7 separate regions of the Mus musculus genome follow, and regions 1, 2, 3, 4, 5 and 7 are each linked to region 6. The links are chromatin contacts, called in public Hi-C and HiChIP or PLAC-seq maps. All regions are on one chromosome and are shown on one strand. The core of a region is the stretch at or near the end of the contact, and the rest is flanking DNA. Distances in the headings are between cores, read along the strand shown.

Evidence for each region. A called contact is a pair of places that touch in the nucleus more often than the background predicts. HiChIP or PLAC-seq counts read pairs in DNA pulled down with a chosen protein or histone mark.
Region 1: a contact with region 6 is called in an H3K4me3 HiChIP or PLAC-seq map of embryonic basal ganglia, with 5 times the contacts expected there. The contact joins two enhancer-like sites. A contact is called at or near these places in 1 of 484 Hi-C or Micro-C datasets (bone marrow-derived macrophages), 7 of 115 datasets of contacts at active chromatin or transcription factors (cardiomyocytes, craniofacial prominence, embryonic basal ganglia and 3 more) and 2 of 9 other capture datasets (adipose tissue and embryonic stem cells).
Region 2: an H3K4me3 HiChIP or PLAC-seq map of embryonic basal ganglia shows a contact between it and region 6, with 8 times the contacts expected there. The contact joins the promoter of Bach2os here to the enhancer-like site in region 6. A contact is called at or near these places in 22 of 39 promoter capture datasets (the 3T3-L1 cell line, 3T3-L1-derived adipocytes, the C10 cell line and 14 more), 23 of 484 Hi-C or Micro-C datasets (the C3H10T1/2 cell line, CD4 T cells, CD4 single positive thymocytes and 15 more), 9 of 115 datasets of contacts at active chromatin or transcription factors (SST interneurons, bone marrow-derived macrophages, differentiating embryonic stem cells and 6 more) and 3 of 9 other capture datasets (adipose tissue, embryonic stem cells and liver).
Region 3: a contact with region 6 is called in an H3K4me3 HiChIP or PLAC-seq map of neural tube, with 4 times the contacts expected there. The contact joins two enhancer-like sites. A contact is called at or near these places in 2 of 484 Hi-C or Micro-C datasets (cortical neurons and nephron progenitors), 2 of 115 datasets of contacts at active chromatin or transcription factors (embryonic basal ganglia and neural tube) and 1 of 9 other capture datasets (embryonic stem cells).
Region 4: a contact with region 6 is called in an H3K4me3 HiChIP or PLAC-seq map of embryonic forebrain, with 8 times the contacts expected there. The contact joins two enhancer-like sites. A contact is called at or near these places in 1 of 15 datasets of contacts at CTCF or cohesin (the NIH/3T3 cell line), 7 of 484 Hi-C or Micro-C datasets (the AML12 cell line, bone marrow-derived macrophages, cerebral cortex and 4 more), 11 of 115 datasets of contacts at active chromatin or transcription factors (VIP interneurons, bone marrow-derived macrophages, craniofacial prominence and 8 more) and 1 of 9 other capture datasets (embryonic stem cells).
Region 5: a contact with region 6 is called in a Hi-C map of forebrain, with 4 times the contacts expected there. The contact joins two enhancer-like sites. A contact is called at or near these places in 4 of 484 Hi-C or Micro-C datasets (B cells, cortical neurons, forebrain and 1 more), 2 of 115 datasets of contacts at active chromatin or transcription factors (embryonic basal ganglia and neural tube) and 1 of 9 other capture datasets (embryonic stem cells).
Region 7: an H3K4me3 HiChIP or PLAC-seq map of embryonic basal ganglia shows a contact between it and region 6, with 3 times the contacts expected there. The contact joins two enhancer-like sites. A contact is called at or near these places in 3 of 484 Hi-C or Micro-C datasets (bone marrow-derived macrophages, mammary gland and nephron progenitors) and 7 of 115 datasets of contacts at active chromatin or transcription factors (SST interneurons, differentiating embryonic stem cells, embryonic basal ganglia and 1 more).

What each region holds. Positions count from the first base shown.
Region 1 is chr4:32,507,902-32,510,760 of GRCm38.p6, reverse strand. All of the region lies in intron 2 of Bach2 (BTB and CNC homology, basic leucine zipper transcription factor 2), which reads right to left. Among named protein-coding and RNA genes, the nearest start is that of Bach2os, 62 kb to the left of the region's middle. Within about 2 kb of position 1,555, at least 71 of the 459 cell types and tissues checked have an H3K27ac peak or open chromatin away from gene starts, as enhancers often do. A contact at or near this core is called in embryonic basal ganglia and forebrain, where this site is marked.
Region 2 is chr4:32,570,139-32,572,967 of GRCm38.p6, reverse strand. It overlaps Bach2os (BTB and CNC homology 2, opposite strand), which reads left to right and starts at 1,306. Exons shown (of 5, transcript NR_026843.1): 1 at 1,306-1,384. The region is part of intron 3 of Bach2 (BTB and CNC homology, basic leucine zipper transcription factor 2); the gene reads right to left.
Region 3 is chr4:32,350,200-32,353,326 of GRCm38.p6, reverse strand. It overlaps a transcript of Bach2 not described here. Among named protein-coding and RNA genes, the nearest start is that of Bach2, 66 kb to the left of the region's middle. Within about 2 kb of position 1,841, at least 121 of the 459 cell types and tissues checked have an H3K27ac peak or open chromatin away from gene starts, as enhancers often do. A contact at or near this core is called in cortical neurons and neural tube, where this site is marked.
Region 4 is chr4:32,537,018-32,540,067 of GRCm38.p6, reverse strand. All of the region lies in intron 2 of Bach2 (BTB and CNC homology, basic leucine zipper transcription factor 2), which reads right to left. Among named protein-coding and RNA genes, the nearest start is that of Bach2os, 33 kb to the left of the region's middle. Within about 2 kb of position 1,422, at least 66 of the 459 cell types and tissues checked have an H3K27ac peak or open chromatin away from gene starts, as enhancers often do. A contact at or near this core is called in VIP interneurons, cerebral cortex, embryonic forebrain and 1 more, where this site is marked.
Region 5 is chr4:32,371,555-32,374,597 of GRCm38.p6, reverse strand. It overlaps a transcript of Bach2 not described here. Among named protein-coding and RNA genes, the nearest start is that of Bach2, 44 kb to the left of the region's middle. Within about 2 kb of position 1,282, at least 101 of the 459 cell types and tissues checked have an H3K27ac peak or open chromatin away from gene starts, as enhancers often do. A contact at or near this core is called in cortical neurons and forebrain, where this site is marked.
Region 6 is chr4:32,073,295-32,076,246 of GRCm38.p6, reverse strand. No RefSeq gene overlaps it. Among named protein-coding and RNA genes, the nearest start is that of Gm52717, 86 kb to the left of the region's middle. Within about 2 kb of position 1,501, at least 107 of the 459 cell types and tissues checked have an H3K27ac peak or open chromatin away from gene starts, as enhancers often do. A contact at or near this core is called in SST interneurons, VIP interneurons, cerebral cortex and 8 more, where this site is marked.
Region 7 is chr4:32,485,527-32,488,550 of GRCm38.p6, reverse strand. The region is part of intron 1 of Bach2 (BTB and CNC homology, basic leucine zipper transcription factor 2); the gene reads right to left. Among named protein-coding and RNA genes, the nearest start is that of Bach2, 70 kb to the right of the region's middle. Within about 2 kb of position 1,615, at least 54 of the 459 cell types and tissues checked have an H3K27ac peak or open chromatin away from gene starts, as enhancers often do. A contact at or near this core is called in SST interneurons and embryonic basal ganglia, where this site is marked.

The DNA.
Region 1 (2,859 bases), core at 306-2,805, 430 kb before region 6:
TAACTCAAATGGTTGGTATTAACAATTTGTGTGCATAAGTTCTATGTTCCTCCTGTGCTCCTGAGAAATGAAATCACTTTCTTTTTAACCTGACTCCATTACTCCATGCTTAGATATGATAGATTCAATTTTAAAATCTCTGAATTAATTTCCTGGGTCACAGTGTGTCCATCCTACCAAGAATCCAGGTGTTCATACCATGAGAAGGATGTCCTTCAATGGCTTTCTGTGTTTACAGCTGTTCACCTAGCCTGCTGCACACAAGAAATGCTGCAAAGATCCTTACAATAGAGCCAAAACCTGCAGCAGTCTGGTGACATTCCAAGTTTGGAACGGGATGTGAATCCACTAAGATTATTAGGTAACTTTATTGATATCCTCCAACCTGTGCCAGATGTTAAAACTGCCAAAGAAAAGACAGACTAAAAATGGCTCCAGGACTCCAACCTTTGAATGTTTTTGTGTGGAGAGTGTGTTTTTGTGACTCATTTCAAAACAAATCACACCATGCTTTCCCAGTTTAATTACAATCTCAGTTTTCAGGAAGCAAAGAGAAATAAGAGACACAATCCGAGTGTCTCTTCCATTCGGCGTTTAGCCTACACAGCTCACACTTCCATTGGCAAGGTGGGACAGGCAGTAATAGGGATAAGAAAGCTATTCTCAGCAGTACTGGATCAAATAGAGAGCCACTACATCATAAGTGACTCACCCATCCACTCAGGAGTGATTAGTCGGCAGCCACGAAGCCATGCTAATTGGAAAGTGGCTTATTGCCAACCCATGCTGACATGCCCTACAATTCTCTGGCTGCCAGCCGCTGTCTCCCGATCACACCTCTCACCTTTTTTTTTTTTTTTTATAATCTGGTTGGGAAGTGAAATAATTTTTCAAAACTCTCTCAAGTGCTATTTAACTTCTTATCACGAATTAAAAGTTTAATTAAATACTCTGTTAGAGGCCTGGGTCCTATGATTAAATATGACAAAATAATAGTTATGATTACTGATCAAGCGAAGAACTTTATAGCTCTGAACTTTGTCTTAAAAGCTATTATTAACTTTAATTGAAACAGCTAAGAGTCTCCATTATAGGAGAAAGAAAGAAATGTAAGGGATATTTTGTTCGTACATAAAGAAGGGTTTAAAAGTGAACTAATACATACATTAATTTACAAAATTTAATTTGCATGCCACTATGGTTCAAGGCCTTGTTACAAATCCGTATCAAATGCTAATCACTGTGGTCATTTTATTTTAAGAATAAACAAGTGTAATGCAAAGAATCTTTAAAGATGCCTTTGAAATCAGGTCACTTAAAAATATGTTTTATGTGGGTCTTGCTTTTTGGTATGTTCAAGCCGTGCCATTGCCAGAAGAAGAGCATCTCTGAAAGTCTCTTTAAATAGGATGCAGCGGCCTCGGATTAAAAAAAAAGCAACAGGTTTGAAAACAGCTTATGTGTCTCATTTAAAATTAGCTGTCGCTGTGGCTGTCCGCACTGGCCCTCCCTCCCTGCTGTCACCAGCATCCTAAGGCCTCCAGAGAGAGAGAGAGTCACAGTAGCCTGAGTTCCCTGCCAGCGCATGGCTTAGCTTTCCTTCATCCCTATTGAGGCCCCGATTTCAGGGCTGGAAGTCACCTTTGCCTTACTATAAATAAATTCTCCCTTCAGGCATTTCAGAACCACTGTGGCTTGATTCTAACTCTCGGAACCTTCCTTCCCACTTGCCTGCAACTCGTTGCTTGGAATATTTTGCCTCCTTATTTATTTGCTTTTCTTTTCTTTCTTTCTTTTTTTTTTTTTCATCCATTGCCAAGTCTCACTAATGCAACTTGGAAAATTGCACCACAGCTTTTAATGAGGATTCTGTGCTAAGAGCCATTTCACCAGAGAGGGCTGCTCTTTCCTTTTATGGGAATAATAACACCTACTGTTTCTATAGCACCAGCCTTCCAAGAAGTTGAGCATATCATGTTTCATTAATCTGAATGGCAACCTGCCTGTCAAGCTGGGATCCAGCACTGCTACTCTCTGCATACTCATACCGAAATCGAGGGCATTAAACAAAATGATTTTCTCAGGACTATAAACCCAGAAGCAGTTAAGGAGCTGTGATCTGTCTGTATCTTGCCTGCTATGCCTGTGTTCTGGGTTACTGTGTCCCCATTGTGTCACCACTGTCCTCTAGGCTCCTTTGCTCTGCTCCTTTGAACATGCAAGACATCTTAGAATTAGGGGTGCTGACAAAATTGAGCCCCACACTTGCTCTGTTGCCTTTTCTGCAGCTCCTTTCCTGATAGGCTTTGCCTCCCATTTCCAAGATCTTTTCCTGCTTCCCAGCCCAAGCATCTCCCCTCAATTCCTGGCCAGCCACACTAGTTTTCTCTCACTCCAGCATGAACCTAGGAAATGTCAAGGACCAGAAACCTGTAACACAGGGTTAGACTCACAGAGCAATCATGCAGGTCTGCCCCACCACTCAGAGAAGGCTATACTTGGCAGAGCTGAGTCTGCTCCTTGGTCAGTAGATTCCATCCTCTCCTGGGTACCCAGGGACATCCGTTTTGTTTCCTGCATAATCAATCAATGTTTCTTCTTCTGGAAATTTTCCATTAGCTTGAATATTGGGGTTGCTTAGCTCTACTGTAGTTACAAATCAAAGATTTTTTTTTTCTTTTTTTCTTCCTTTTCTTTTTGAGATGGAGGCCTTACTATTGCCTAGCTGGGTTCAAGTGATCTTGCAGGTCTGCTCTACCTCACTCCGTTTGAACGGCTCAGCACTCCTGTCAGAATGTGATCTGATGAAATAGAGAGGTTCCTGTTTGCAGAAGGCACCTACGAATACAGTCCTTGCAT
Region 2 (2,829 bases), core at 57-2,556, 500 kb before region 6:
TGAAGGTATGGAAATTAGGAATTCAAGGTCATCCTTAGCTACAAACTGACAAACTGAGTTTAAGGCCAGCATGGGCTACTGAAGACCCTAATTGTTTTGTGTGAAAACATTGACTTTGTGTCTGATGCAGAAGCTGAGAGCAAGCCCAGGCTCTCTCTCTCTCTAGGGCCTTGTCAGTCTCCATGGGGTTTGGAGTTCAGGTCGGTGACATTTTTAAAAAATGATTTATTTATTTTATATATTTGAGTACACTGTCACTGTCTTTAGACACATCAGAAGAGGACTTCAGATACCATTACAGATGGTTGAGAACCACTGTGTGGGTGCTGGGAATTGAACTCAGGACCTCCGGAAGAGCAGCTGGCGCTCTTAACCACTGAGCCATCTCTCCAGCCCCAGGTCTGTGACTTTTAACAGCTTCTCTCTGCCCTTCCTTGCTAAGGCGGTGCTGATGGTTTGGGAACTTCTGCAGTTACATCTGTTTCTGCAACTCCTGCACAGTTATGACCTCAGCAATCTTAGCACTTGGGAGGAGGTGGAGGCAGGAAGATTAAGGCCACCCTCAGAGGCCTGTGGAGTTCCAGGCCAGCCCAGGCTATTAGACCCAGCTCAGGTTGCTTAGGTTTTTTTCTCATATTCAATTTCTTGGCTTGGCCAGCAGATGGCAATGTAAGCCTAAATGTCATGTGCTAGGCTAACCTTTAATACTAACACCAGTCAGAGAGGCTAAACTTACAAGTGTATGTCAGTCAGGTGTGTTGTGTTACACCTTTAATCCCAGCACTTGAGAGGCAGAGGCAGGTGGATCTCTGAGTTTGAGCCTAGCCAAGGTTAAATACCGAGAGCTTGTTTCAGAAAAACTCAACCAACACCCCCACCCCTGCAAGAAACCAAAAAATTGAAAGCGGCCACATTAAATAAAGTAAAAACAAAACAAAACAAAACAATCCAGGTGAGTTTCATTTTAAGAACATGTCATTTATCCCAGTGTATAAAATATTTCTAATGTAATCTATACAAGTTATTTACAAAAAATTCAATGATGAAAAATTAAAATCTAAAGCACATTTTATTGTTCCAGTATTGTTCCACAATTCAGATGGGTCCCCACAAAAGGCTTGCTAGACATGTGTAGGACGTGCCCAGGAATCTTACAGATCTCTCAGGAAAAAGAGTCACTGGAGAAAGCATGTGGGCCTGGGTTTATTGGTGAAGAAAGCAACTTCCTGTTAGGATTCAGAGGGTGGAGTGTTGAGTCTGTGTTCTTTAAGAGGTCAAGGGTATGGCTAGTCTGCCCTGAATCTGGGAGTTATCTGTTGGTTGCATCAGATAGTCATGAGGCTCAGTCCTGGTATTTGTGCCCAGTTGATCACCATGCACAAAGGTAAGCACACTAAAGAATCATTTGCCTTTCCTAGGGCCGGGTGAAAATTCTGTCGGGTTACTTCCTAGCTGTGCACTTACTCCATGTGGCACTTACTATGCCTCCCATGTGGTGAGTGCAGGCAGGACAAATGGCTCCTTTGCAGGCTGTTGGAAAGGCCTTTGCCTGTGGGGCTGTTTCTCCTAGGCTTCCAATGATACAGTGCACTGTTTATCTCCATTTTCCAAGCTTTGGATAACAGACACTCAGATCCTAGATGGTGCCCCAGCAGCACACAGGTCGTCAGTTGGAGACATAGCACCTGGGCATCACAAAAGCTGTGCACCCTTGGGGCTCAGGGGACTTCTATTTCCACTGACAGCAGAGCCATCTTACTTCAGCTCCAGACTGTATTTGCTTACTTGCAGAAAGAAAACATGCCACAGAGCAGATCACAAGGAAAGTCTAAAGGGCTTCCGCACCGAGCGCTACTGTATTTAAAGCCATCTAGACAGCAAACACAGACCAGGTAGACAGGATGGAAGGTTGGCGGGGGAAAGGGAAAATCAACAATGGCAGTGTCAAAGTCCTTGGAGCAAAAGCAAACCACACATGGAATTTCATCAGGGATTGTTGCAATCGGGCTTCGTTTTTAAAGACGGTCAGTGGAGAAGAAAACAGTCAGCCATACATCTTCTTCTCTCTCAGGGGGAAGGGAGCCCTCACTCTTGTGCTGGGTTCTGTTTGTAGATCTGCTAGCCACACAGCAAGGAGGAACTTACACTGACCAGCAGGTGGGAGCACCTGCCTTGTTCCTCAAGGGATGCGGAGGCTCAACCTCAGCCCTCGGCTGTTTCCAAGGCAACGGGCGGGCATTCCTGGAGATGAGGGGCAGCCCTGGGCCTTTCCAGAGGAATATTTTCACAAGCTTTTGTGTGCATCCATGTACCCCACACAGGGCTGAAAACTAGGTAATGTGACAACGTCTTGGAAAGCCGACCAGCTGCGAGAAAGCTCACGCCTCTGCTCTTTCCTCCAGGAGATTAATACAACGTACACAAGCTTGTACAGCTTGCTGTTTGAGTCAGTGCTCCTGCCTAACATATCCTTCCAGACGGTACTTCTCATCAGAGGTGTTTACTCTCTGGGTCCCCAGAGACAGCACAGAGTAGACAATATGACACAATGAAACATTCTGCTAACTCTCGCCCCCACCTGTCCGAATAGCCTGCTGTTATGGCCAGTGGACTCTGGGCAGGGAGGCTGCACGGTAGACAGGCCTGGGAGATTTGTAGGCGATGAATCTCTTTAGTTGTGGACTGCTTTGGTTTTTGGTTAAGGCTTGGAGACAGAGGAATAGTCACTGAGTCAGCAGGCCAAATGTGAAAGAGGGTACTATTGGCCACTGCTGCGGTTTGCACAATATGTTCCTGTTGGTCATACCAGTCTTGCCAAAGTGCTGACTC
Region 3 (3,127 bases), core at 592-3,091, 280 kb before region 6:
GGATCTTGGAGACTTGAACTCAGCTCTTAGGCTTACATGGACAGCTAGCAACATGTAATTAAGCTACCTCCCTGGACCCAGACCTTGGCTCTCTGCCTCTCATTACAGGCATGTTCCACTCACACTGAGTTTGTTTGGTAATGGGATCAAATGATGAGCTTTGTCATGCTCAGACAGCACTGTACCACTGAGCTACATCCTTGTTCTCCAGTGCAACCTGTGGAGGAGGGTCCTGTTTAGATAAGCCTGGAATGAGCCAAAAGGAGAAGTTTCCTAGCAACGGCTTTCCTCTTTCCTGTGTGGCCACTCTCAAATGCTGCTCTGAGCAACCGCTAGCTCCTGCTGCAGTTCCTGAACTGGAGGCTCTGCGCACTTCTGGCCAGCACAGACTCAGCCAGCTTTCTCACTGGCCTTGCACTTACTCCGTGGTTGGGAAGGAGGGACATCTTTGGCTGGTTCACAACCCTGAGCACCAATGACTGAATTCCCCAATGCAGTCCTTGGTTTGGCTGAGGTAATCTCAAACACTCTCAAGGGAAAGGAATCAATATAATGTCTTGTAAGGGGCAGCTTGGCATGCACACCCTCCATCTGGATAATACAGGCATTAGAAAGTCCCTGTTCTTTGATCCTGGGAATCGTTTTCCAGGGGTGTAGCCCATGGAACTGCCGGATACTGGCTATCTAAACAAGCAGGCTGTGCGAGGAGTCTGACCAGACCTCCGACGAAAGGGGAAGAGCGGCAAGTCCTTAGAGGGCTGGCTTAAAAATATGGAAGGTCAAGTAAAAGCAAATTGTTTATTACAAAATTTAAATAATATTCTATACGACTTCCATAATATGTGAAGCAAACGGCAAATAATAAATTCAAAACTGTGTGTGGGTGTCCATGGGATGGAACACACATTACAGGTTCCCAAATAACGTGTAAATCTCTTAGAGTACCAGTAAGTACTTAACAGTGCCTGTGTTATAATACAAGTGCTCAATGGTGCTATTTGTTTGTTAGGTCATTTGACCCCAGACAATATAACTATTTATGGACTAATGACTTAGTCACTGTTGGACAAACACTTATACAGTAAAAAGCACTACTTTTATTTCCTTCTTAAATAACCTTGTAAAAACGTATTACGAGATCATCTCTGTATCTCTTAGTATTGCAGAACATCAGGCTGTGGCGTCAGCATAGACCCCACCACCCTCCCTTCCTGTTCTCACTTTAGCATTGAGATGAGGTCATCAAGAGAACGTGGTGCAGTTGAATGCTGATGTAGTAGGACCTGCTTCCGGCTAATACTGGCACAGGGCTCTACAGGCGTGTCCCCCACGATGGACAATGTATGCCGCCAACTCTGGAGCTGCCCTCGGACTTAACACGCTGTCCCAGAGCCCCTCGGCACACGGGTTGGGAAACACAGATAAATAACAAAACGAGTTAACAGTTGCTTTCTCGCAGACTATTGGTTAACTTAAAAAACAACAACAGAAAAGGTTTACAGAATCCTTTCCGAAGAAGCGTCTGTTGGTTTTTACAATTCAAACCCGAGACAGTGACTGGCAGCTTCCCAGAAACCCTTTGTCCTTACAGGAAGGTGGATATTTTGTTCCCCATCAAGTTCGCTCCCTGAAACAAAAATCTCAGGATAGACAGTAAGCAAGGAAACATCTTGGGTAATGCTTTCACTACTAAAAAAGCAAAACCCATAAAAAGCACAGTTCTCATGAATAAACCACCCACAACTCTTCCTGTTCAGAGTCCTGTCTGATCCTTACCCAGGTCAGATCAATGAAGTCACCAGTGCCGCTAACCCAGACATTCACCCTACTTCCTGCGGGGAGCCACTACCATTGTTCAACAATAAACTCTCTGTCCCCCTCCGACGTGCTGTACAGAGCACAGTTGTGCCCTCGTGGGAACTGAGCTATAAATGGCCCTTCGCTATTGGTCTGCAGAGCTGTGGTCGCCAGGTTAACGGTGGTCCTTTAGAAACGGTGCCTGCTGCTTGTCACCCCAGGACTCGCTGCTCCCTTTGTTCTCTGCTGCTTCCTTCTGACCTGTTTGTCAGTTTTTGTACTAAAGGAATGAATAGCCTATTATATCTTCACCAGTTGGGACTTTCAGAACCAATACAGTGAGTTGAGTATAACAGACAATTAGGCCCTTAGGGTATTTAGTGGTTGGTGAATATTTTGTTTGTCTCTGGGTTTGTGGAGGTTGAGGGGTAGAAATGAGTATTTTCCTATTTAATGCTAGCTTTTTAAACTCAAGGAATCTTTAATTTTGTTACCATAAAGTTGGTGTTTTACTGAAATTGATACTTTATTTAATTGGTGTGTGTGTGTGTGTGTGTGTGTGTGTGTGTGTGTGTGTGTTTGTGGGGTGTGGGGGGTGTAGTGTATGTACCTAAAGTCAATATCGGGTATCTTTTCTCAATCTCTTTACACCTTATTTCTGAGACAGGGTCTCTCACTGAACCTGAAGCGTTATCAATTTGGGTAGAGTGGCCTGTGAATGAACTTCAAGGACCTGCCTGTGTCTGCACCCTCGGGGGTAGATTAGACACATACCCACCACTTTTCCATGAGTTCTAGGTCTTCATGCTTGTGTGGCAAACATTTTACCCTCTGAGCCATCTTCTCAGTGTCTTATTGTGTTTTCAGTAGAGATGCCCAGAGATCTATAAAAACACTCACTGTTTCAATCTATTAACTTCTACAAATGGACATATTAATCTCTACTTTAAGTTAGAATTAATTACGGTGTAGTGATACAATGTTTACTTAACAGTTTGGATGCATCTTAATATAAGCAGAGCTCCAATCAGTCTTAGAGCTGTTCTTTAAAATATGAAAAAAATAACTCCCATCTTCCTGTGAGTGTTCGACTGCTCCCAGTTACATTCATCACACTTGCCAGAATTTTTATCTTGTTATCTGTCTATCTCCTTAACTAGGATTAAGCTCAACAAGGGTAGGCATCTGTAATTCATGATTTATCTGTTCCCCAAAACCTAAAGATAAAGAACTCCATCAGCATTTCTTGAAAAGCAAGTGAATGGGTGGGAGCTTTATTCTTAACGATTTTAGTTATATGCTACTTTTCTTTTAACTTTTGTATTTGGGT
Region 4 (3,050 bases), core at 173-2,672, 460 kb before region 6:
AGCCAGGAGAAATCTCTATAAAGGAGGTGCCAATTCAATTGGTGCCTTCCTTTTTTGACCTGGGCAACAGACACTACTAGCAGACCACCATGTAAGAGCTGTTTTCCAGTGTTCTTTCATATCATGTGAATATTCCACAATCTCTCTCTAGATAATGAGTTCTTCAACTTAAAGTTTTGATGTGCCTCCTGCATGGACTATACTAGAAGTTTACTAAACATATGCACGGTGAAGACGATTCTGTAAATTTCAGAGGACGATAACATCAGCAAAAGGTCACATTTTCCTATCAAATCAAATACTACTCTACTGGACTGAAACCACTAGATCATAAAGAAATGCTCACTTTGTATTTTTTCTGCATGAATTCTGAATAAATTAGGTAACTTTTATAAATAAGATGTTACTAATTAACCAGCACAAAATATTACTTGAACATTCATTATTCTGGGTCATAACGTAAACTTGAAAGCAAAAAAAAAAAATTCTATCGTGGAGGAACTTAGACTGTGCAAACGGCACATGAAACAGGTGTCTCAATGTTCGCCCACACCATTGTTAAAGTTCCTGGGACAATAGATGAGAGGAAGAGCGTGAGTGTGTTCTCTAACATATTAAGCTGAAACAGAAGCAGGCTGCGTAATGAGAGGGCACAGAACTAACACAAATCAGTCACCGCTCTGCGCACACAGGGACCCTGACCTCAGTAAAGACACAAGAACAACCTCGTGGCTTTCTAGGAAAAGACCTTCCATAAACACCCGGAATGAGTGTCTTCCTTCTGTCTCGAAAGAGGCAACAGAACACAAAGGGCTTGGCACCTTGGGAAAGCCAGGCACTGCGCACGACACCACAGAGCAGAGCAGATGGGTGCTGAGATAGGACACACTCTGCCAGAGCTGCAGCTCAGAGGGCAGCAGCCTGCGAGCTCGTGGGAAAGTGAAGGCGCGGAGAGTGAACTCTGTAAACTGAACTGTCCTGTTCTCAGTCTGCTAAGTTGGAAAACTTTAGATTTGGTCAAGCCATCCTAGGTCAGCATGAGAAAGGAAAGGAAAGTAGGAAAGACGGTATGGTTAGCAGGCAAGATATTTTGGAAAGCAACACACGGTGAACTGGCAGGATTATGAAGCGCCTAAGAAGAAGCCATGTGATCAATAAAAAAGGGAGCAGGGTCAGCCTTCGGAAGACCAGTGATGTCCTGGCTCTCCTCATGAAGAGTGCGGGCTATAATGCTGTCCCTCCATCACCAGGGAAAGCCCTGTGTCCTGTCTCAGGCCCGTGTGCCTGAAAGGATGCACAACGTGGCCAGGCTCTGAAGAGCATTCACATTCCATCTTTGGGTGGGAAAGGTGCATAGTCCTGCTCCTCACCATGACATAGGCCAGCTGTTACAGGACTTTGTCTGGTGCATGTTAGGAGTAGACTATCAGAGGGGTTATTACTGCACTAGACTGGATAATGAGTAACCAGCATACATGGTTCTCTATGTCCTCAGGGAGACATTGTAAAAAGGGTAGTTATCTAGTGCTTTTTTGGGCAATGCCTCCCCCCCCCCCTTTTTTTTTTTCTGGGAAGCATTTCATCCCTTAGAAAGGATGCCAGGCTCATGTCTTCCCAGTGCCAGCACCGCCCCTCCTCACTCAGTCAGGCTGCACTGCAAATATGAAGAAAAGACTTTGTTGCTGGTTTCCCGTGGATCTTCTAATAAACCGTGCTGAGCTGGCTGGTGGCTTTGTTCAGCTGCTCAGACCCCCACCACCCAGTCGGTGCCAATTCTAAGAGCGTGCTCTTCTTGCTAAAGGCAGGCCAGGCCAGGAGAGGGAGCAAGAGAACACAAGATATTCCTATATCTGGGTCACAAGGAAAAGTCAGAGGGTGAGGTTGGAGAGGCAAACTGCCTCAAACAAACATGTAAAATTCAAACTGTGCTTTCCTGGGGGTGGGGAAGGGACTCTGAGCCTGTTGTTTGTCCATCACCTAGAGGATATTTTTTCTTAGCTGGTTACTGGAGGCTGGTTTTTAATGGTGACTGGATTGTACTGGAAGAGGATTTTATGAGTTGCCAACTTGACCAACAAGTAACCCCTTAAGACAGACAGACACTCTGTAGTTCTCCTGGCTCATTGTCACCACAAGGTACAGTGATTCTGGAGCGAAAGTGCCAAAGGAAGATATGTATGGATTAGGTTCATAGGCTGAGGTGTCACTCACCCAGGAAAGGCTATGTGTCCCCTACAGGGACAATGTGGGTGACAAATAACTTTACAAAGTAGAGTACAAATCACTTCCTTTAACAAATTCATTCCAGCCATCTTCTGTGGTTCCATTGTAGGGGTGGGGTGGGGCGGGGCAGTGTGTGTGTGTGTGTGTGTGTGTGTGTGTGTGTGTGTAGGGGCCGGGAGAGAGGGAGATATGCGCACATGTGCGTGCGCGCGCACACACACACACACACACACACACACACACACACACACACACCAAAAAAATGAAGAAAGAGTACCTCGCTAGTGAGGATCTGGACTAACGAGACAGGACAAGTCAGCAGATCTTACAAGCTAATAACAGGTAGGATGTAGTAAGAATAGAAAGCTGCTGGTGGAAGGGTATCTAACCCCGAGGGAGTGGTTCATAGGCTGCTGGAGCTGGCAGAAAGCAATGTGCAATGGCACAGGAGAGACTAGGGCACAGGGCTTGTGGGGCAGGACTCCGGCAGCAGGGGAGGAGGAACTATGACGCTGGAGAGGAGGGAGCAGACCCAAGACTGGAAAGGCCATTCTCAACCACAAAAGAGGTTGGCAGGCCATGGGGAGGCACTGCAGTGTGCCATGCAGGCGAGCATTAGGGAGATCACACTGACTGCATTTGGGGACCAGCCTAGGCAGGGACAAACCAGTTACGGAAGTCCAGGAGAGCTCCCACTGTGGTTGGAACACAGGCAGCACTGGAAGAACACAGGGAGGCCAGGAGGAGGAAGAGTTGGCAGTCGTAAGAACAACCTACCAGCCAGTTCAAGACCTTGGATGGCTAACGCAACTCCCCACTGCTCCTAG
Region 5 (3,043 bases), core at 33-2,532, 300 kb before region 6:
AATTTTAAAAAAATACGTACTTCCAACATACAATGGCACAGAATATAGATGCTGAATAGGACCTTCAGGCATGCCCAGTGACAAGGAATGGTGACTTCAAGAAAGGAAGATGGCATCCTACCAAAACACTCAAGTGGCTCTGCACAGAGACATACAGATTTGAGCAAGAAGTGACAGAGCGGCCATGCCCTGCGTCACTACCAGAGGCCATCGTGTGTGACCAAAGGAGACCCACAACAAGAGTCAATGCTGCAGCACTAGGGTCAGCTCTAGGCTACACATCTGTCCTCAGTATTAATTAGTTACACTGAGCTAAAGAGTGCTACTGAGATGTAATGAAACGCTTCCAGAATGAAATGCGAAGACAGAAGAGTTGAATGGCTTCAGCTGCTCCAGGGCTCAGAACTTGGGACTCATACTTTGTAGAAAGGCGATCACGTACACATAAGGACACTCACATAGGCCGGTGATGTGGCTCAAGGGGGTTGCTTGCCCAGTACTCCAAAACAGTTTCTCCCCCTAGCCACACCCCACACAGACCTTTCCACCCCCACCACATGGGTGCATGTGCGCGCACGCGCACACACACACACATACACACACACACACACACACACACACACACACACGGCAGGGGCAAGGGGTCTTCCCAACACAGAAATAAATGAAAAACTGAGAAATGAATGATAAATTATTTCAAACGGAATAATAAGCAAATATCTTAATAGTTCTACACAAATTGGAGATATTTTTAAGCACCAAGGAAAGATATTAAGGACAGGACTGCAAAATTCACCACCTGTCCAACAGTCTGAGAATGAACAGAATGGAAAATGTGTAAAACTAACTCCAAAGCTTGCTTGAAAATGGAAACAGCTGTACACTCTAGGACAGAGCCAATAACAACAGAAGAATGCTTTTTTAAGAAGTACTTCTAACAGCCTCGATAGGTAAATAAGTCATAGGTCACACCCTTGCCTCTTTTCTATTGCTGGGGGGGGGGTTGGTGGGGGGGCATTGGTGGGGGGGAGGAAGAGGCTTTCCCGAAAGGGTAGAATATAGCAGAAATAGTAAATACCAAACCCAGAGAAAAGAGGAAGTTAGTTTCTCACATAGAAATGAGTGATTTGTCTCTGTGATATTTAAAAAATGCCGTAAGAAGAACAGGGCCCTAATAAAAATAAATGATTTCCCTTTTTGTAAAGCATGTAGGGGGAGGAAATTGGCTTCAACTGCCAGAGAAATGGGGAAGCGTGCTTCTGACACTGTCCCCAGAATGCCACCTCATGATGCATCCCTGCTTAGATGCCTTTCCCTGCCACCCCACCCCCCAACTCAGCTGTCCTCTCTCCAAGCTCCTCAATTAAATTATCTCACATTCCTTGCTGATCCGCTGTTCGCAGCTTGTCACATCACGACACCATAAGCCTTCCCACATGCTGCACGCTGTAACTGCCGCTCCTTCCATGCTTGCAGGCACTGAGCACTGGTGCCCCAGATCCCAGGCAAGCTGGAGAGGCTGCAACAGGAATGCCCCTTCATGGCCAGAGGTGCCAGGGAAACATGCACTCCTCCTGTCAGTCAGTGGCTCTCAACCTTCCTGATGCTGCCACCCTTTCCTTCAGCTCCTCGTGTTGTGGTGACCCCCCAACCAGAAAGTTATTTCATTGCTACTTCATAACTGTAACACTGCTACTGTTATGAATTGCAATTTGGATATCTGATGTGTAATCCCAAAGGGGTCGGAACCCATAGGTTTAGAACCGCTGCTGTAAGGGGTATATCTCTCTCTCCATCCATGGAAACAGTGGCAAGTGGCTGGATCAACCTTCGTCAGCGACAATCCCCGGCTCAGACAGTTGCCTTGAAAAAAGACAGGCAATTTTCTCCTCGGCACCTGCAGCTGGAGGAATCAGGCTCTGAGCCTGTCACAGTGCCACCGCTTTGTATCCAGGTTTCATTGCTGCAAAATCTGAAATCTATAAGACATCTTTCACAAAATGATGCCTCAAATTAAAAAAAAAAATGTAGAGGCTACCTCAATTAGACCAGCACGAATTTTTACCTGCAACAGTATTACCACCTGTGTGCCAAGTTAACATATTAAATCAGTAACAGAGGTGACAGAAAAATCTCATTGCAAAATCAGATGAGATTGGCCAAACGAAGTGGCACACGCTCAGACAGGCGACTTCCAAGGGGCCCACACTTAAAGGAACATCTCCGACATTTAAAGGTGGCAGTTTAGAGGGAGCAGCGTATCCAGCGGCTAAGAATTAAGAGGCGCCATGCTCTCCCAGGGAGATATGCTGGTGTGTTCTAGGAGAGCATTAAGGCCAGGTTCACCTGACTGAGGGAAGAACTGTTCACCTTCTAATTCCATTCCATTTGTCCCCCAGGAAGGACTTGTCCCATCAGGAGGAAAGCGGCCAAAGCCTCACAAGCTCTGAGAGGAGGAGACACACAGATCCAGCTGGGATGTCTGACAGACAGTACCAAATGCCTTAACAACCAGCATGCCTTTGGCCCGGAAGGTCCATCTGAAGGATATGTGCAGAGATGATACATGGAGATGCTGTCCACTGCTGCTTCATGACATCTGCTGTTCCGAGTAGAGGAACAAGGCAGAAACACTTGGATGCCTCAGATGGTCATGATGCAGTCACACACGGTGTTTCAGACAGGTTCCTCACACAATGCTGTGAGAATACAGCGAGTGACATGGCAAACAGGCACAGAAGATATCAGCAGAAAACGGGAGTTCAGTAGTTCAGTCCTTGTTCCAGGATCTGTCTGGATTGGGAGACTCATTTAGGATATATACAGTAGTTAACAGCGATGGAGAGATAGGAGTGTTTTCAAGCCCAAGCACATATGCACAGAGCTGTCATCCCAGCACACAAGAGGCTGAAGCAAAAGGACTGCCACAAGTCTGAGGCCAGCCCCATGCTACAGGGAGAATATCATATCTCTATGGGATACATAGTGAGACCTTGTCTCAAAACACACAAAAATAGCTTTAGTTTTTCACCACCTGGTTCTT
Region 6 (2,952 bases), core at 252-2,751:
GGCAAATTCCTTCTCAGGTTGTCAGGTTCCATGACCTGAGCCATTCTGCTGGCCTAATCTCATTTCTATTTCTGTTTCTTTCAAAGAAAAATAGTTCCATTGCTGTCTTCTCTCATGTGCACTAGCAGCAGGAATTAGCAGCATGCCTTCCTACAAACCTGGCCTGATGTGTGTGTGTGTGTGTGTGTGTGTGTGTGTGTGTGTGTGTGTGTGTGTGTGTGTGTGTGTGTAGGGGTCCTAGTGGCCAAAGCACTCCTGGAGGCAGAGATCTTCTCAGCCTCTTCCATGGGACTGGCCTGGGTCTTCCCAGTCCACCTGGCAGGGCTGGGCTCGGAGCAGTTGCGCTAATTTTCTCTATCCCGATCCTGTCCTAGTAGCAAGTGACTGGCTCCAGGGGAGAAGAGCCGAATCCATCAGACTTCTCTTTATGTGGGTCTAGAAGTGGGGTTCTGAGCTGAGTTGATGCCTGGGTGTATTCCCAGATTTCTTTCCACTAGGTCAACACTTGCCTCTGTTTACCCTATCCGCGGGTTACCAATCTCCCCTGCTCCTGCTCCACTTTTCTCACTCCAAAACCCTGGTGCTTACTGGTGATGTTTATAGGGCCTCTCTTCTCCTCACGCCAGCTCTTGGAAAAGTTCCATTGTGAAATACTACAGGGAACTATGCCTCCGATCTAAAGAGAACGTTGCGCCCCGCATCCGTGGGCAAGCAGCTGCAGGTGGGAAATATTTGGAAAACTAAAGAGATGTGAATTCCTGGAACACAGGGCAAGCTTTTTCAGGTCAGTGTTCCCTAAACAATATGGGACGTTGTTTAAGGCATTGCCTGTGACCTGGAGTTGACTAAATTAGACAGGTGGTTTGCACAGGTTCCCTGTAAACATAAGAAAACGATGCGCGCATCCACACATCTTGATATTTAGGAGAAGGGCCTCCCAGAATCAATTCTCCCCAAGTACCGGAGGATGACTGTTCTGTCAAGGGCAGAGTGCTCCTGTGAACAACGAGACGAGAAAATGGTAAATCTATGCTTCACATGCACAGATAATGCTTCAGTCCCTCCGTGTGCAGAAGAATCGCCAGCTTTGCATTGTGCCAGCCCCCTCCCCTCTTCTCCTGATTTCCCCTGTGACCCATAATGTCCGCGGGGAAAGGAGATGAACAGTGAGCGTGGCTGGTGGCTGCGCACCCTCCCTTGGTGAAGCCCGCCTCAAAGGCATCTCTCCTTGGTGGTGTCCCCATAGTCGCCTTTGCCTAAAAATGCTATGTTCGGCTTGAATATTGTTTTAAAAATAATTTGCTCTTGAAAGACACTGGCCTTTTTAGAAAGCAGCTTCTGGCACGGCGGCGCTGATGGCCCAAGCTGTTTTGTGATCTAAGCTCTTTGAGAGCACTGCTGCATCTGTAGCTGGGAAAGCCAGCAGTAAAAGGACGGTTGCTAAGGGAACAATTGAATTGCTGACACAGAGACATAAGATGTGACTGAAAACTCTTTTCTTCTCCTGCCACGTGGAAAAGAAAGCAGATGAGTCAGAGGGAAGAATGGACCGTCCTTTCTGACTGCTAAGAGAGAGCTAAGGAAAAAATAATCCCAGCCCCAAGAGGAATAGTCCCGTGGTGATTAAATCAGGGACTGGAGCTCAGGGTTAAGAGCACTTACTGCTTTGGCGGAGCAGGAGACTCCATTCCCAGAACCCCCACGGTGACTCACAACCACCCATAGCTCCAGTTCCAGGGGTCACAATGCCCTTTTCTGACCTCCATGGACCCTGGACATGCATATGGAACAAATACATACACACAGGCAAAACATTCATAGACATGAAATAAAAATAAATACGTCTTTTTTTTTTTTTAACTGAGAGAATCTGAAGCAGCTGAGAGGCTGAGGTTAAGTTGAGTGTGACAGCCAACTGTGAGATGGCTGACCACAGGTCTCTTAGTAGCGTCAAACACAGAGGGCATTCCACGATAACAAGTCTTCCTTGAGCACCACCCTCGACACTTTGAAATATTTCTCAATTTATTGAATCACTCATTTAAATACCATTGCCATTTTTGAGAGAGTCTATTGGTTTTTAAGCACCCTTTTTAAAGGTATAATTTATATACCTTAATATTCACTACAACTATATATTTTAGTCTGTTTGGGACTGACTTTATGGAGCCCCTTCATAATATATATTTATAGAATAAATACACCTCATCAGAAAATCCCCTTTGTCCATTCAGTCATTTCTTCCAGCCCTAGGCAAAGACTAATCTGCTTTGGAACTTGCTCATTAACTTTTCATAGATAGACCCTCAACTGAAAGACACCACAGAACCTGTGGTCTTTTGTGTCTGCCTTACTTTCCCTTGTATCGTGTTGGAGATCCATCCATATTGTATCATGCCTCAGCTCATTTCTTTAAAACTGAATAATATTCCGTTGTACCAACATATAGCACTACACATTCATCAGAAGAGGGCTTTTTTTTTTTCTGGTTTAAAAGAATTATGAGAAATGCTCCCATGATCATCATTACAAAAATCTCTGTATACTGAAGTTTTTCTCTCCTTTGGGGTACGCACCTAGAGTTATAGTTTCTGAAACGTGGGTATGTATGTTTCCCTTTTCAGCAGGCCAACAGAGGACTCAGCAGGTAAGGCACTTGCCGCCCAGCCTGATAGCCTGAGTTCGGTGTCCAGACCTCACGTGGTGGAAATGGTCTAATCATGTCGGATGGTCCCTGGTCTCATACTTATGCTAAGCACGTGTTTATAAACACACACACACACACATAGTAAATAAATGTAATAAAAACATTTTTAAAAATATTTATTTTAAGTATATGAGTGCACTGTAGCTGTCTTCAGGCACACCAGAAGAGGGCATCAGCTCCCATTATAGATGGTTGTGAGCCACCATGTGGTTGCTGGGAATTGAACTCAGGACCTCCAGAAGAGC
Region 7 (3,024 bases), core at 366-2,865, 410 kb before region 6:
TGTCTCTGAAGAGGTGGTTCTAAGAAATGAAGTAGACAATGTACAAAGGTTTCTCTAGGGTTGGGGGAGAAAGCAGGATTCCAGTCTCCTGCTCTGCAGAGCCCAAATTAGGAACTCCTGTCAGGATGCACCCCGATATTCCTTGATAGGGCAGTAACTTTCTTGAACTAAGTTCCTTGTAGGACATGGGGACCCAAGTGTGAAGGGCTTCTGGGAGCAACATGGAGAAGTCACGCTGTTGGTGGCTTCACCTTAACCTGGAGGGTCCGTTCTGGGAACATCGCCTGAGCAAGCAAATATGAACTGCAGATATGTCACCAGGGAAATTCAGCTGAGATTCCACTGAGACCTGACTGAGGTCCTAACCACTTTGGAGAGGAGGACAAGAATCATGTCCCACGAGGAAGTTAATAGTTGGCAAAACAAGGCAGAGACTGGATTACCATATTCCAGGATTCAGGCAAGGCTGCAGAGCTCCCAGACAGCTGGGGAATAAGGGAGAGTCTCGAGGACCCAGCCTTTTCCTAAGAGAACTGGCTTTTGAAAAGAGAGGATAGGGCCATATATGGAGTCTCAGTTGGCCAAGAATGTTATAAAAGTCACATTCGCAAGGATATCTGCTCTTCTGGCTAAGCCATCAATTAAGATTTGAAGACATTTAAACAATATTAATTCTGTTCAGCAAACAGTAGAAACTGAAATCTATTTTGGGTGGTGCTGGGGAATGAACCCAGGGTCTTCCACATGGTAGGTGTCTTAGTCATTGCTGCGATAAAACACCGAGAAGAAAGCAGCTCAAGGAAGAAAGGGCTTATCTCAATTGTATTTCCACATCAGTTTATCACTGAGAAAAGGTCAGGACAGGAACCTAGAAGCAGGAGCTGATGCAGAGGCCATGGAGGGGTGGTACTTACTGGCTTGGTCCTTATGGCTTGCTCAGCCTGCTTTATTATAGCACCTGGGATCACCCATTCAGGGGTCTCTCTACCCATGAAGGATGGGCCTATCCACATCTCATCAATGAAGAAAATGCCTCACAGGCTCGCTCACAGGGCAGTCTGATGGGGACATTTTCTCAATTGAGGTATTTTCTTCCAAAAGGACTGTAGCCTGTGTCAGGCTGACATAAAAGCTAACCCGCACACAAGGCAAACCCTGAAATCCATTATTAGGAAACGATTGCTAGACCTTTATTTAGTGACTTTTCTGGATGCTGTTACCTGATTCTTGGATAGTTCTTTCTGCTGTAGTTGTCCAATTGGCTTTCTCTTGTTCTTTACATGTCTGACTGTATCCACCCCTCCCCGGGTCTCTTCAAGCACAATGGCACCCTATTCCTGCAGCCCTTTCATCCGGCCTCATCACGTGTGTTCTGTGAACTCTCATCTGCCTTCGGCTCTTCCTCCCTTGCAGGAGCGAGCACCCTGCTTTCTATTTCTCCTTCGTTCGTTCCTAATGTTAATTAAGCAACGCTTGCCACCTAATGCAACAAAGCAGCAGGGATCACAGGATCTAAGAATGAAACACTTCACAGTGCGCGCGCGGAGCAGGGATCCCAGAATAGCACGCAGGAGTCTGACAGCCAGGCTTTACCCTAAGCAGTAGACAATGTGTTAAAGTATGTAGACATTAGCTGAAGTCAGATTGTGAGGGAGCTTTCCAAAGGCTCTGGTTTGGGTTTTGGCTGATCTCATTCTTCTTGCATGCCAAAAACCCCAGCTGCACATGTGCACAACACACACACCCCAATCATTTCCTCATATGGTTCGGCAGGAGAAGCTAATTACTACTATATTATCATAGCATGCTCATCCCCTCAAAAGCAGCTACGGAGGCCACACTCTTCTCAGTCAAGCATGCCGTATTAATGAATGCAGACTCACTTGTGAGCTCACCCGCTCTTCATTCATTACTGAATCATATTCAGATAGTGAAGTGTCTAACAGTTCCTCTGTTAAAAGTATAATTCACAAAGTTAAAAAATCCACAGTGGGGAATCAGAAAAGCGGCAATTCACAAAAAAAGTAGAATGTTAAATTTTACAGACAACCTGTCATGTCTAGAATGCTTGGGATGAAAAAAAATTAATATGCCTTGCGGGTGAAGAAAAGGAGTAAATTATAAACCACTTCACTCGGTGCGCCCCACACCGCTCCCAGAAACAGTGCATTAAGTAAACACTTCTGTGAATCAGATGCTAAATTATTTAGTAATTGCCGAGTGAATTTCTGCTCTTATCAAGCATTTAAAAAGTTATTTACTATAAATTCGTAAGAGTTAGTTTTTAGAGGAGGAAGTTAGCATGTCTATAGAGACTCGTGAGTGCAGAGAGCTATTCAAACGGAGTCAGAGTCGGTGTTAGTGTGGTCTGCAAACTCTTTCTAAGCACATCAAACTTCTCACTGAAAGTAGAAAGCTTCAGTCTTTCCTAATGCAAACATTGAGTGCTTAATGTCCCTAGTGCCTTAGAGAGCTAGAGGGAGGGCCTGGCGTGGATCAGCTAAAAGGTTTCTCTGATTTACTTCCTCAAAGCCCCCATCTGTCTGCCTCCTGCTTAGCGCCAAGGGAACTGAAATTTAAGGGCACTGCTAAGACTGGAGCTATTGCAATTGTATCATCAAGTCCTTCAGAGTTCTCAAAGGTTTCCTAGTTCAGTATAAAAGTCCATTTTCCTTGACCTTTCAGGAGGAACTTGGATTCACTAGCACCTTTGCGACAATGGTTTTTTTTACTTTCACAGTTGAGAAGTACACCCAGATTTGAACACAGAGCAGTCACGAGAAGCTCTGCATCTGTGGTGGTTGTTTCATTTATTCATTTGCACAGATGAAAATTAAAAAAAAAAAAAGATCTAAACTCCAAAGTATCCAATGAGAAAATGGCGACTCATTCTAACTTTTCATATTTAAAATAATCTGAGTGAAGAAGCAGAAGCTGACAAAGACACTGATCTGGAAAATATAATATGATGCTAGGGCAAACTGTAATGAATCTGGCTAAAGATAATAAAGTATTAAAGACAGT